Regions from separate parts of the Sus scrofa genome. Here region 2 is linked to region 1. A link is a contact called in public Hi-C data. All regions are on one chromosome and are shown on one strand. The core of a region is the stretch at or near the end of the contact, and the rest is flanking DNA. Distances in the headings are between cores, read along the strand shown. Region 1 holds the start of PPP1R2 (protein phosphatase inhibitor 2). Region 2 holds the start of APOD (apolipoprotein D).

What was found. A called contact is a pair of places that touch in the nucleus more often than the background predicts.
Region 2: a contact with region 1 is called in a Hi-C map of embryonic fibroblasts, with 1.9 times the contacts expected there. The contact joins the promoter of APOD here to the promoter of PPP1R2 in region 1. A contact is called at or near these places in 6 of 47 Hi-C or Micro-C datasets (embryonic fibroblasts, fetal heart ventricle, fetal skeletal muscle and 3 more).

The regions. Positions count from the first base shown.
Region 1 is chr13:132,483,994-132,490,892 of Sscrofa11.1, reverse strand. PPP1R2 (protein phosphatase inhibitor 2) reads left to right here and starts at 1,403. Exons shown (of 6, transcript XM_021070085.1): 1 at 1,403-2,325. The coding sequence starts at 2,204.
Region 2 is chr13:132,560,017-132,566,428 of Sscrofa11.1, reverse strand. APOD (apolipoprotein D) reads left to right here and starts at 3,835. Exons shown (of 7, transcript XM_021070086.1): 1 at 3,835-3,953.

The sequences.
Region 1 (6,899 bases), core at 154-2,653:
CCTGGTGATGAGGGGGTTGGGGACTAAGGGTAGGAGCTGGGGGTGGGGGTGGGGAGGTGGGTGGGTATATAAAGCTGCCATCACAGAACCACACGTTGGGTGGTTTTAAACAATAGAAATGTAATGTCTCTCAGTCTGGAGACTAGCAGTCCAAGATCAAGGTGTCAGCAGGATTGGTTCCTTCTGAGAGCACTAAAGGAAGTCTTTTCCATGCTTTTGCCACCTTTGGCTAGCCCCAGGTGGCCCTTGGCTTGTAGATGCATCACCCCAATCCTCTGTCTTCACATGGCCTTCTTCCTATAGGGACATCAGTCATTTTAGATTAGGGGCCCACCTTACTCCAGTACAGCCTCATCTTAACCAATTAGATCTCCATGGAGTACCCTTTGTGGCTCAGTGGAAATGAATATGACTAGTACCCATGAGGATGCAGGTTTGATCCCTGACCTTGCTCAGAGGGTTAAGGATCTGGCATTGCAGTGAGCTATGGTAGAGGTCGCAGACACAGCTTGGATCCCGTGTGGCTGTGGCTGTGGCGTAGGCCAGCAGTTGCATCTCCTATTCAGCCCCTAGCCTGGGAACTTCCACATGCCATGGATGTGGCCCTAAAAAGACCAGAAAAAAAAAAAAAATATATATATATACATTGACACTATTTCTAAACAAGTTTACATTCTGAGGTACTGAGTGTCAGAGATTTAACATAGCTTAATTTTAGGGAGACATGATGCAACCCATAACAGAAGGCGACTTGCTTAAATCTCTGAGACCTCCACATTTCCCACCTGTACAACTTCAGTGTGAGTGCTGCATGCAGAGAGCCTGGGTGGCTGGAGTAAACACCCCCTCCCCCCGACCCCAGCTTGACTTTAGATACAGCCTAGTTCTGAGATTGTTCCCAGAGCTTCAAATTCCTGTCCTTTTCAAGAATCCACTTCTCCTTACTAGAGCCACAGCACCCGCAACCAGGAAACCAACACATCCTGACACCCTAGAGCCTGAGGTCTCTTCGCTTTCATCAAAGTCTTCCCTGGTATCTTTCATTCACACTCAGGCAGAGAGAACTTGGGGAGAGTGTGTGCCAGAGAGTTGTTGCCTCTGCCCTCTTTTTCCTCATTTGGGACTCATCTTATTAAGAGCTAGATAGTTCCTAAGGCTTCTGGCCTATTTCAGCCAGTGTTAGACAGCTGGTTATGCTACAAAGAGTTCCCAAGATGTGGGGGGAGACAGGTTATAAACCACAATTCTAGGAATTCCTGCCATAGATACCTTCCATGGGATTACCAACAAAGAGGGAGAAGGTGGTAAAATGGGGAAATATCAGACTAGAAGAAGTTTCAAGTTCTATGACGACACTTTAAAGATAGGTTGTGTGACAGCAGTGGTCAGGTCACTTCCTCTATCCTTCAGCTTTTCCAATGGTAAGAAGAAGTTGGATTATTTCAAAGCTGATGTTCTATGACTTCACAAAAGTCAATACGATCTCACAATACGTCTCTAAGGACCAATCCAATGCTGATATTTCATGAGTTTATAATGGAGGGTTCAGTTTTTTATGCTAGTTAAACGGAAAGAAACTCCATTTCTCTCAAAGTCAATATTTTGGGAGAATGATGTCACTTTCGAGCCTCAATTTTCAGATCTATAAAATACAGAAATAAAACAATATGAACCTCATGAACTGGTGGGAGCGAGGGAGCTTCAGAGAGATGCACAACTCTGTAACGACTCACGCCAGAAACCTCTCCAAGGTTCTTTGAAACAGCTCCTGGGTTCAACTCCGCGGAAGGGGCGAGCCCACCCAGCAGACCAGAGAGGGCGGGGCGAGGAGGTTGGCATTGTTCTGGCCCCGCCCCCGCCCCGCCCTAGATATCGCGAGAGGGCGGGCCCGCTTGGCTTCGGCGTCGGCGTCGCTCCGGCGCTGTGGCGCTAGGCCGCCTTCATTCCGCGGGCCACGGATAAAGTGCCGGTGGACAAGGGCGCGCGAAGGGCCGCCAGCCACGCGGGGTCGGCGAGACGCCTGAGCGTCCGAGTCGTGTCGTGACAACGATTCTGGTGGGTGTCTCCGCGACAGCAGGTGCAGCCGCTTCAGCCCCAAGCGGGCTCGGCGGCTGCCTGGCGAGTCTCTGCTCGCGCCCAGCCTTTTCCTTCCTGGACCCAACGCTAAGCAGCGACGCTGAGCCGACCGCCGGAGCGGCGGGCAATGGCGGCCTCGACGGCCTCGCACCGGCCCATCAAGGGGATCTTGAAGAACAAGAGTTCTACGACTTCCTCTATGGTGGCCTCGGCCGAACAGCCCGGCAGGAGTGTTGACGAAGAGCTGAGGTGAGAGCCGCGAGGGACGGCCGCTGGTCGTCCGGGGCAGCCTGGGAAACCCCTCCTTCCCGGCCCGGGCGGCCTCGCCCTCCCCCTGCTGCCGTTGCCGACCCGCAGACCGACCCCGGACCTAGAGTTCGAGTGCGGGCCGGCAGGCGGGGCGGCCCCGTAGGTACGGCCCCGGCGCTGCTCGGGTCTCCCTCCGCCGGCTGGGCAGATGGGTGGAGTGATTTTGAAGTAGGCAGGAGTTGTGGCATTTACTGGGTTTTTCTTTCTCTTTTTTAAAGTATGGACCCATATATAATATTTTTAAAACGTATGTCATGATCTTTGAGCTTTTGGAAACTGGGAATATTAAAGAATCAAACGGAAATTTCAAAGCTTCACCTGTTAGGCATTTATTATTTCTTCACCTCCTAATCGAGTGTCTGAAAGTCCTCAGTAATCAAAAAGTGTGTTTCTTGGCTTGGGTACCCTTTAAGATCTAGTCTCAAGCTAATAAGAGACTCTCCGAAAAAGAGATAATTTCTCCATTTTCCTAATTGCTCTTCTTCCGCAGTCATTCCTTTTTAGGTGAACATTATCAAAAGCATCATGCTACATGCACTCTCTTGGGTCCTGGTTTGTCATTATCTCCGCACTAAAAGAAACCGAAATTTTGCTAGTCCTTGATCTGTATTTAATGGAAAGCTACTTATTGTTAACTGTTTTGCATCGGCAACAAGAGCTTGAGCACTTTCTAGTCTTTGTTCCTCTTGAAAGACATTTAAGCTCGGAACAGTTCTGAAAGTACCAACTTAAAATGATCCAGTGATAGTTTAGTTGCTCTTACATACTTAACACACACGTGTGTGAAAACATGTTGACTCATAGCATTGTATGTAATAGTAAATAATTGAGAACAACCCAAGGTCCATTAAGAAGGACTGGTGAAATATTAATTACGGTACATTAGTATAATGGAAAAAAAAGACCAGCCTTTTAAAAAGAATATAATAGGTGTTAATGCGAAGAGAAAGCTATCCTAGGTGCAGTCAATGGATAACACTGAGTTAGAAGTCCTGGGGGGCTTGGGTGTTTTAAGATAGGAAATTCATAAGGACTCCACATTCTGGAAATGAGCCTTAAGAAAAGTTATTGTTGAAATCTGTGAAGTCATAAAGCTAAAATGAGGATGTTCATGAAAACTTAGAATAGTGGAACTAGGGCACACCTGTTTGAAAGGATCATTTTAGGGCTATAAAAGGAACTACAGCTTAGTGATGGTAAATTTATGGGGATTTGTGTTACCTCGAAGAAATCATTAGGTAGGATCACAGCTCAGAATCATGGCCTTTGGGGGCTTGAAAGAACCTTAATTTGTTTAGCAACTAACTCCCCTACTCCCACCCTCTTGGACTCTCTTATATTCTCCACTTGATTTTCCAACCTCTGGGGTAAGCCACTTCAAATGTTGTAGCTCATGGGATTAGGAAAACAGTGTCGCCAAAAGAAAACAACCTCATCAGCACACAGCTATATCAGGAGGACCAAGATAGTCTTAAAAACAAAAATTATGGAAGGCTTTTCTGTGACTTCAGGATATTCAGCATAGGAATATGATTCTCACTGGCATCTAAGTTATTTAGCTATTCTCCAGTGTGAGCTTCTTTTTGTTTGGCTACCATGTAGCTTGTTATTTTCTTCTATCTTCCTGTGCTTCCTTATCTTCTACTTACTCTCAGCCTTAGCCTGCTGTAATTTCCGGTGGCCCCACTCTGTGTGTTGGCCTCTTTTATGTAATTGACTGGGATTTATCTCCAGATCCTTCTTCCTTGAAAGCCACTATGCTACACTGACTCACCTAAACAGGGCAGCTCCTTTTGCAGTAGCTGCTAGCAGGGCAGGTTCACTTAAAAGGGGCCTTTTTCCAAAGACGGTTGACTTAGATTCACTTGACTAAATAAGAAGGTTACAGTCTTTTCTTCAAAGGAAGCTACCAAACCCTAATTCTTTGAGGTTTATGATGTTTGGTTCTAAGTAGTAAAAGGGGGTGGGTTTTTTCATGATAGGTGTTATATGACTGTAAAGAAACTAATTCTTTTGGTAATAGAGTATACATTAGCATTTATGTCACAGCTCATGCAAACAATATTAGTGACTTTATGAGCGCCTCTTTGAACAGAAACACAGTAAAGTTGAACAAATTTGAAACACATTTTTTGTAGCATTTAATTGAATTACACACAGTATTTTCCCTTTCCATAAAAAGGACTGAAAAGAAATAGCACTTTAAATTACAATGCACTTAAAATTCAGAAACTAATAATAATGTTGGAACCAGAGTATAAGGCAAAAAAATCTCATATTAATGTGGAAACGATTAGGGATCTAAGTCAATTCTTACTATTCTCAATAGGTACATTCTATAAAGTCATCACAAACACTGAATTAGTGAATACTGAACTGTTGCTTCTGGGGGAAAACAGACTTAGTTTCCTGCAAGCTTCTGGTCACAGCGTTTTCATCAACCAATCAATCTATAACCTTTTAAAATTTCTGTTTCTGTTTAAAGATATCTAATAAATATATCGTTGATTCATTCATTTGAACACCTGGCCAGCAGCACTATTAAGTTTATCTAACATATTTTTTCCATGAGACACATAATAGCCTTCTTGGGCTTAGGAACACTAGATAGCACTTAAACACCATCCTCGGCAGCCATTTTGAACAGCCAGTTCACCCAAAAAGCAAAACACATGGTTCTAAATAGACACTTGTTACAGTAAGAGCTAAAACAAAAGGTAAAGTATCGCCCTGTTTAACCTAAGCTGGGAACCTGTGCATAGGGCCACTCAGATATGTCTGAAAGAGACCGAGAAAGCTCCTCAAGTTCTGACTTTGGAGTTAGAGATAAATTTTAGCACAAGTTCCCATTGTGGCTTAGCAAGTTAAGAACCCAGCTAGTATCCACGAGGATTCGAGATCGATCCCTGGCTTTGCTCAGTGCGTTAAGGATCTAGCATTACCCCACGCTGTGGTGTAGGTCACAGATGTGGCTGGGATCCTGTGTTGCTGTGGCTATGGCCAGCAGCTGCAGCTCTGGGAACTGCAAGCCTGGGAATTTACACATGCCCTAAAAAGCAAAAAAAAAAATTAGCAAGCAGACAAATTTGCAAATACACAATCTGCGAATAACCATACCTTTTATCGGTGCCTTTATCATGTAAAATACACTGGTGGCTTCCCTTTTCTGCACAAACCACTCCCCTACCACCCAACACCCCATCAGTTGAGAGAGGATATTATTTAACAGAACATTATATTTAACATAGAAAGGTATTACTAAGGGATTTTTCTTTAAGTCATGAGTTATGTTATTCCAGTGGTCTCTAAACTTTTTGATTGTGTGTCTTTTTAGTAGGAAGAAATTGAAATATGTTCCAAATATGTTCATTAATGTTTTATATACATATACTATTACTGTTAGATAATACATCTCAAGGTTCAGTATACACTTAATGCCATATTTTGAATAGTCTTTAGAATTTTTTAAATACAGTTCTTGTCAAACCATCTTTTTTTTTAATGTCTTAGTGCTGTTATTTTTTTTCTCTTTATACTTTGCATTGGTACTGTTATCTTCAATGATTGGTTTCTTCAGGTACCACTTTTTTTTTTTTTTTTTGTCTTTTTTGTTGTTGTTGTTGTTGTTGTTGATGTTGTTGCTATTTCTTGGGCCGCTCCCGCGGCGTATGGAGGTTCCCAGGCTAGGGGTTGAATCGGAGCTGTAGCCACCGGCCTACGCCAGAGGCACAGCAACGCGGGATCCGAGCCGCGTCTGCAACCTGCACCACAGCTCACGGCAACGTCGGATCGTTAACCCACTGAGCAAGGGCAGGGACCGAACCCGCAACCTCATGGTTCCTAGTCGGATTCGTTAACATTAACCACTCCGCCACGACGGGAACTCCAGGTACCACTTTTTGAGGGCTAGTTCAATTAAAACTGGATAGAATCTGTAATCCATATTATTAGGCATTGACAATCTCAGTATATTCCAGCACACTGCTCAACTAATTAGCTTTTTTTTTTTAAAGGGCCTCACCTGTGGAAGTTCCCAGGCCAGGGCTTGAATCCAAGCTGCAGCTGCAGCTGCCAGCCTACGCCATAGCCATAGCAACGTGGGATCCAAGCTGCATCTTTGACCTACACCACAGCTCACAGCAACGCCAGATGCTTAAAGCACTGATCGAGGCCAGGGATTGAACCCGTATCCTCATAGATACTAGTTGGCTTCGTTACTGCAGAGCCACAATGGGAATGCCCATTGCCCACTGTCATCCCTATGATTGTGGAATTCCCATTCCTTCTGGATATTTTGAATATAGTGAACAATGTGTGAAGGTCAGACATAACAGATCTAATGAGTAGATATGTGTATTTCATCAAAAACAAGATACTGTTGATTCTGAGATGCACCATGATTTATGTAGCACCAAGGAAAAAAAAAATACTGCCTGTAAGACACCATCCATTTTAAGATATATTCTGTTTTCAGAAATATTAAAGTGAGAAAAATGTGTGCTTGGAATTGTTGA
Region 2 (6,412 bases), core at 2,586-5,085, 73 kb before region 1:
GATCCCTGGCCTGGGAACTTCTAAATGCCTCGGGTGTGGCCAAAAAAGAAAAAGATAAAAGCACTTTGTATGTGCCAAAAGTGCTGCATTAAACATAGTATGTGTATTATTACTAATGATGGCCTTTCTGACCGGTATGAGGTAGTATCTCATTGTAGTTTTGATTCACATTTCTCTAAAAATGAGTGATGTCGTACATCTTTTCATGGGCCTGTTGGTCATCTTTATGTCTTCTTTGGAAAAACGTCCATTAGTTCTTCTGCCCATTTTTCAATTGAGTTGTTTGGTTTTTTGTTGTTCAGTTGCATGAGCTCTTTGTATATTTTGGACATTAACTCTTTGTTGGTCTTATTGTTTGCAAATATTTCCTCCCATTGTGTAAGTTGTCTTTTCATTTTGTTTATGGTTTCTTTTTCTGTGCAGAAGGCTGTGAGTTTGATTAGCTCCTATCAGTTTATTTTGCTTTTATTTCTATTGCCTTGGGAGACCTAATAAAAAACTGGTGCAGGGAGTTCCCATTGTGGCGCAGTAGAAACAAATCCGACTAGGAACCATGAGGTTGCAGATTTGATCCTTGACCTCGCTCAGTGGGTTAAGGATCTGGCATTGCTGTGAGCTGTGGTGTAGGTTGCAGATGTGGCTTGGATCCTGCGTTGCTGTGGCTTTGGTGTAGGCCGGCGGCTACAGCTCCAATTAGACCCCTACCCTGGGAAACTCCATACGCTGCGGGTGCATCCCTAAAAAGACAAAAAGACAACAACAACAAAAAAATTGGGTACAATTTATGTTAGAGAATGTTTTGCCTGTGTTCTCTTCCAGGAGTTTTATGGTGTCGTGTCTTATGTTTAAGTGTATAAGCCATTTTGGGTTTATTTGGGGGCCTGGTGTGAGGGTGTGTCCTAACTTCATTGATTTACATGCAGTTGTCTCGCTTGCTGGAGAGATTATCTTTTTTTCATTGTATATTCTCGCCTCCTTTGTCTAAGATTAATTGACCATTGGCATGTGGGTGAGACTGTCTTGATTGCGGTTGCTTTATAGTAAGTCTTGAGGTTGGATGGTGTCCATCCTCTGACTTTGTTCTGAGTATGGGTAGGGTTCTGATAGGGAGGAATGGAGGTGAGGGCACTCAGGAGAGGGAACTGAGCAAAGGTTCAGTAGGGGGAAAGGGGAGATGCACTGGATGATAGTGGGTAGTTACTGTTGTCTGTACCCTAGTTTTGTAAATGTAGTAAGATTATGTTTTCTAGAAAATAAATGCTTCCAAACACAGATGGGATTGTTGTTTCCCATGGGGATTTGAGTACCAGGACCTGCAGAGGAAGAGGGAAAGGAGATCCTAGAAGCACTTTGACTGGCTGTCAAGGGCATTTGCCAGTCAGGGGGCCCGGATTTAATGTTGTGACCTTTAGTTGATAACGTGTCTCACTTTCAGCTTGATATAAGCACAGACAGAGAGAGAGCCCCCAAAGTGTTTTCCTGGGAAGTCAGTGATATTTGGGGAAAGGCCCCGAATTGGAGTCAGGAGACCTGAGTTCTAGCTTGGGCTCTGCCATTTCTGGCCTCATGGTGGGTACAGTTCTCTTCCCCCTTGTGCCCCAGCCCCTTTGTTTCTATAGTGAGGTAATGATAGGTGCCCTTTCAGCCTCCCAGGGGGGAGAGAGTGAGGAGCAGTTAGGTAACATGTATGCAAGCATTTTGTAAACACTGAAGCACTGCCCAGGGGTAAACAATGATGAGGGAGCAAATGCTTGAAGGAAAGACATTGTCAGGCAGGAGCACATGGTCACCTTTTTCACTTTTCCACTTCCCTTCCCACATAACACAGCCTGCACCTCACCAGTGGGTTTTCATAAATAATTAGCATCAATGAGGATACTCCACATATAGACCAAGCCCTGCCCACAGTTTGCCATCATATAGTTGTTAAGTTCCTTGAAGGCAAAGGACCTCCAATTTTCTGTATGCCCATGGTTCCTAGCACAGTGTCTTGCATATATGAGCCATTCAGTGAGTGCGACGTTGCTTTTTTCATTTGTTTGTTTTTTAGAGCTGCACCCACGGCACGTAGAAGTTCACAGGCTAGGGGTCAAATCGAAGCTTCAGCTGCCAGCCTATACCACAGCCACAGCAACACAGGATCCAAGCCACATCTACAACCTACACCACAGCTCATGGCAACACCGGATCCCCAACCCACTGATCGAGGCCAGGGATCAAACTCTCATCCTCATGGATACCAGTTGGAGTCGTTTCTGCTGTGCCACAGCAGGAACTCCCAATGTTGCTTTTTAAAAACAAAACATAATGGGCTTGATAGGTGTTTATATGATAATGTTAGCTGGCCATGAGCCTAGCATGAATCAGATGGTTAAACAAGTAAATGTGCAATGACTAGCAAAGGAAGAGATGCACACATGCCATGACTCAACCATTCCCGTCACAGCTACTGACCCTAGAGAGACTCCCGCACAGGCGCACAAGGAGTCAACAGTGTTGGCAGTGTTCATGCAACATTGTCTGTATTGGAAAGTTGGAAACAACCTAAATGACCATCGCCAGGGCATGAATAAACACATTGTAAAAAATTCAACTGATTGCTAAATGGTAGTAAAAATGAATCAAATCTGAAAAGTTATAGAAAAATACATATAGTGTCACAATTTATTTGAGGTTGGAAACTTCATGTAAAACAATGCTATATAGGCATCCTCACTGTGGTTCAGCAGTAACAAATCCGACTATCATCCATGAGGATGGGAGTTTGATCTCTGGCCTCACTCAGTGTGTTAAGGATCTGGCATTGCCATGAGCTGCAATGTAGGTTGCAGATGCAGGTTGGATCTGGCGTTGCTGTTGCTACAGCTCTGATTTGACCCCTAGCCTAGGAACTTACATATGCCATGGTGCAGCCCCCCCCCCAAAAAAAGACACCCTCCCCCCAAAAAAACAATGCTATGTATTATTTTCTGATTCATGCATTCGATTGTACACAAGCATGCATAGGAAAGATTAACAGGGAGTTCTGATAATGGCTTCTCCAGGGTAGAGTGGGAAAGGAACGTGAGAGGGGAACCTAGGGGGCATCAGTTGTAGCTATAATATCTCAAGCACATGTGGCTGAAAAGATGACTTTTTTTTTTTTTTTTTTTTTTTTGGTCTTTTTAGGGCCACACCCGAGGCATATGGAGATTCCCAGGCTAGGTGTTGAATCAGAGCTGTAGCTGCTGGCCTACACCACAGCCACGGCAATCCTTAACCCACTGAGCAAGGCCAGGGTCCTTAACCTTCTGAGCAAGGCCAGGGATCGAACCTGCATCCTCATGGATGCTAGTCAGATTCGTTTCTGCTGATCCATAACAGGAACTTCTGAAAAGGTGACTTTAAAAATCTGAAGCAAATGTGGCATCATATTAGATGGCCAAAGCAGAGGGGTGGGTGATTAGGTGATTATTTTACCCAATGCTTTTTATATATCTGATATATTTCCCAATTTGGAAAGTCATTTGTCAACAAAGGTTGGGAGAGCTTTGGATGAAGCTTAGACTGCATTACTAAAAGCCATGTGCCCTAGAGGAGAAATGCGATCAGTTTCTCAACGCTGCCACATGGTGGCACCGCACTCCCCAGGGAGCACTGACAAGCCAGATCTCAAGGAGGGGGGGAGTAAGGGAGGGGAGGGGGTGTGGGGTAGGATGCCTGAGGGCCTGGGAAACTTACAGAGTGAGGAAAGTTAAAGGAACAGGAAATGTTTAACTTGGGAGAGAGAGGATTCAAAGGGACATAGGACCACAGCCTACAAATAACTCAAGTGGAGCAGGCAGCCCACACAGATGGAAATGGGATAGAAGCTGGGAGGGAATATCCCAGCTCATCCTCAGAGCCACTGCTGCCGGACACTGGACCCCGCTGCTGCCGGGTGACATCTGAGCACGTTTGTCCCACATGATAAGGTGAAAGAGCCCATATTCCATGCTTTGGGGATGCTGCAGAGAGGAGTCCTGCTCCGTGTCAGAGGCTGACCAGCTAACCTACAAGGTCCTTTCTAGTGCTGAGAACTGTACAGGTTCAAATTTATATGAGCCTATCTGTAGTTTTAAAACTGTAACAGCATTTATTTTTCATGTTGACATTCCAAAAGGTAGCAATAGCAAATAGTATTCTATCATTGTTTGTCACCTCTTCTGAGAGTTTCTATTCCTTTTTTCTTTCTTTCCTACTATTTTTCTCTGCATGTGTCTCTGTTGCTGATTGATTTGTCCCCTGTGTTTATGTGTCTGTCTGCATCTCTGGTGTCTTTGTCTTTCCTTTCTGGTTCTCTGTCATTTTCTCTTTGTTTCCCACTCCTCACCCATCAACACTCAACCTTCCTCTAGCTTATTTTTTTTCTGGTAGCATTATCTTGTGTATCTATATTTTAATCAGTTTTATTGAGATACAATATACACATGTAATAAAATTCACTCATTTTCAGTTGTCAAATGTATCCATTTGGGAGGCCACCACCAGCCCAAGACAGAGCATTTCATGTTTCCTGCTGCCCTCTGCAGTGAGTCCCTTCCCCCACCCCCTGGCACTTGGCGACCACTGATTTGCTTGCTGTCACTATTGTTTTGCCTGTTCGAGAATGTCATATAAATGAAACAACAGGTAGTTTTTGCACTTGGCTTCTTTCACTTAGCATAATGTTTCTGAGATTCATCTGTTCTGGTGGGTGTCTGTATTTCATTCCTTTTTGATTGAGTAGTTTTCCACCCTATGGATTTATCACTCTTTGTAGTATTCAGCACATTCATCTAGTCACCAGATGATGGATATTAGGGTTGTTTACAATATGGGTCGATAAGAATAAAGCTGCTGTGAACATTCATGTAGCAAGTCTTTATGTGAATGTATGTTTCTCTTGGGTAAATACCTAGGAGTGGAATTGCTGGGTCATATGGCCTATGTGTGTTTAACCTTAGATGAAACTGTGAAACTGCTTTCCAAAGTGGCTACACTATTTTGCATTCCCACCAGCAATGTCTAAGACATTCCATTGCTCCACATGCTAACACTTGGTATGGCAAGTCTTTTTAATTTTAACCATTCTAGTGGGTAAATGGTAATATCTCATTACTTTGTTTTGTCTTTTTAGGGCCATACCCATGGCATATGGAGGTTCCCAGGCTAGGTGTCCAATCAGAGCTATAGCCACTGCCTATGCCACAGCCACAGCAACATCAGATCCGAGCCACATCTGTGACCTACACCACAGCTCACGGCAATGCCAGATCCTTAACCCACTGAGCGAGGCCAGGGATTGAACCTGTGTCCTCCTGGATGCTAGTCAGATTCATTTCCACTGAGCCACCATGAGAACTCCTCATTGCAATTTTAATTGTATTTTCCTAGTAACTAATGACATTTTTTCATGTGCTTATCAGTCTTTCATGTAACTTCTGAGGAAGTGTTTGTTTATTCTTTTGTCTATTTCTTTACTATAGTTGTTCTTTATATATTTAGTGTATAAGACCTTCATCAGATATATTTGCTGGTATTTACTTCCTAGTCTGCGGCTTGTCTTTCATTTTCTTAACAACGTTTTTTTGAAGAGCAAATTTTTAAAATTTGATGAAATCCAATTGATAATTTCTCTTTTATGGCTCATATTTTTTGTGTCCTAAAAAATTGACCTAACCCAGGGTCTCAAAGATTTTGGCTTAGGTTTTCTTCTAGAAATTTGGCTTAGGTTTTCTTCTAGGAATTCAGCCTAGGAATTCTAAGATTTGATTGGACTAAATCCTGACTCTCTCACATGGACGCATGGGCCTCCCTCCACAGGAATTGGGAATTTCAGGTTTCCCATAAGCCACAGCCCACAACACCTGGTGATACTCCTCTTTCTAAATCTGCCAATCTAATCCATGTAAAGTGATGTTGCTTTGTCATTTTAATTTGTCCTGCTCTGCTGACTTATTTAAGTCAGTGTACCTTTTATCAGTGTGACTCCCAGTTGATTTTTTTTTTCTCGTGTGTCCTCAATTGAAAGTGTTTCCCAGGCCCTTTTATAGAGCTTCCCACAGGTATCATTTGGTCCTTCTGCCTTGTTTACTGTCATAGCTGATGGCAATCAGAGGTAACCAGAGGCAAACTAATTCTTTCCTGCAGTCATTAGCTCACACGGTGAATGGTGTCATGAACATGCAGGTGCCTGAATTTCAGGACGAAGCTTCTGTCAGCAGGGCTTTTGCTGCCATAGCATTTGTTTTACTTTTAAATGCCACAAGTAACTAAGTAGCCAGACTTTTTTTTTAGTCATCATACTGGGGGCTCTGTACTCAAGAAGGGAACCCATTCCTTTCTCAAGATGTTTGCTGCTTACTAATAACATCAAAAAATCATCTGTGAGAAAGACAGATGTGGCTACATG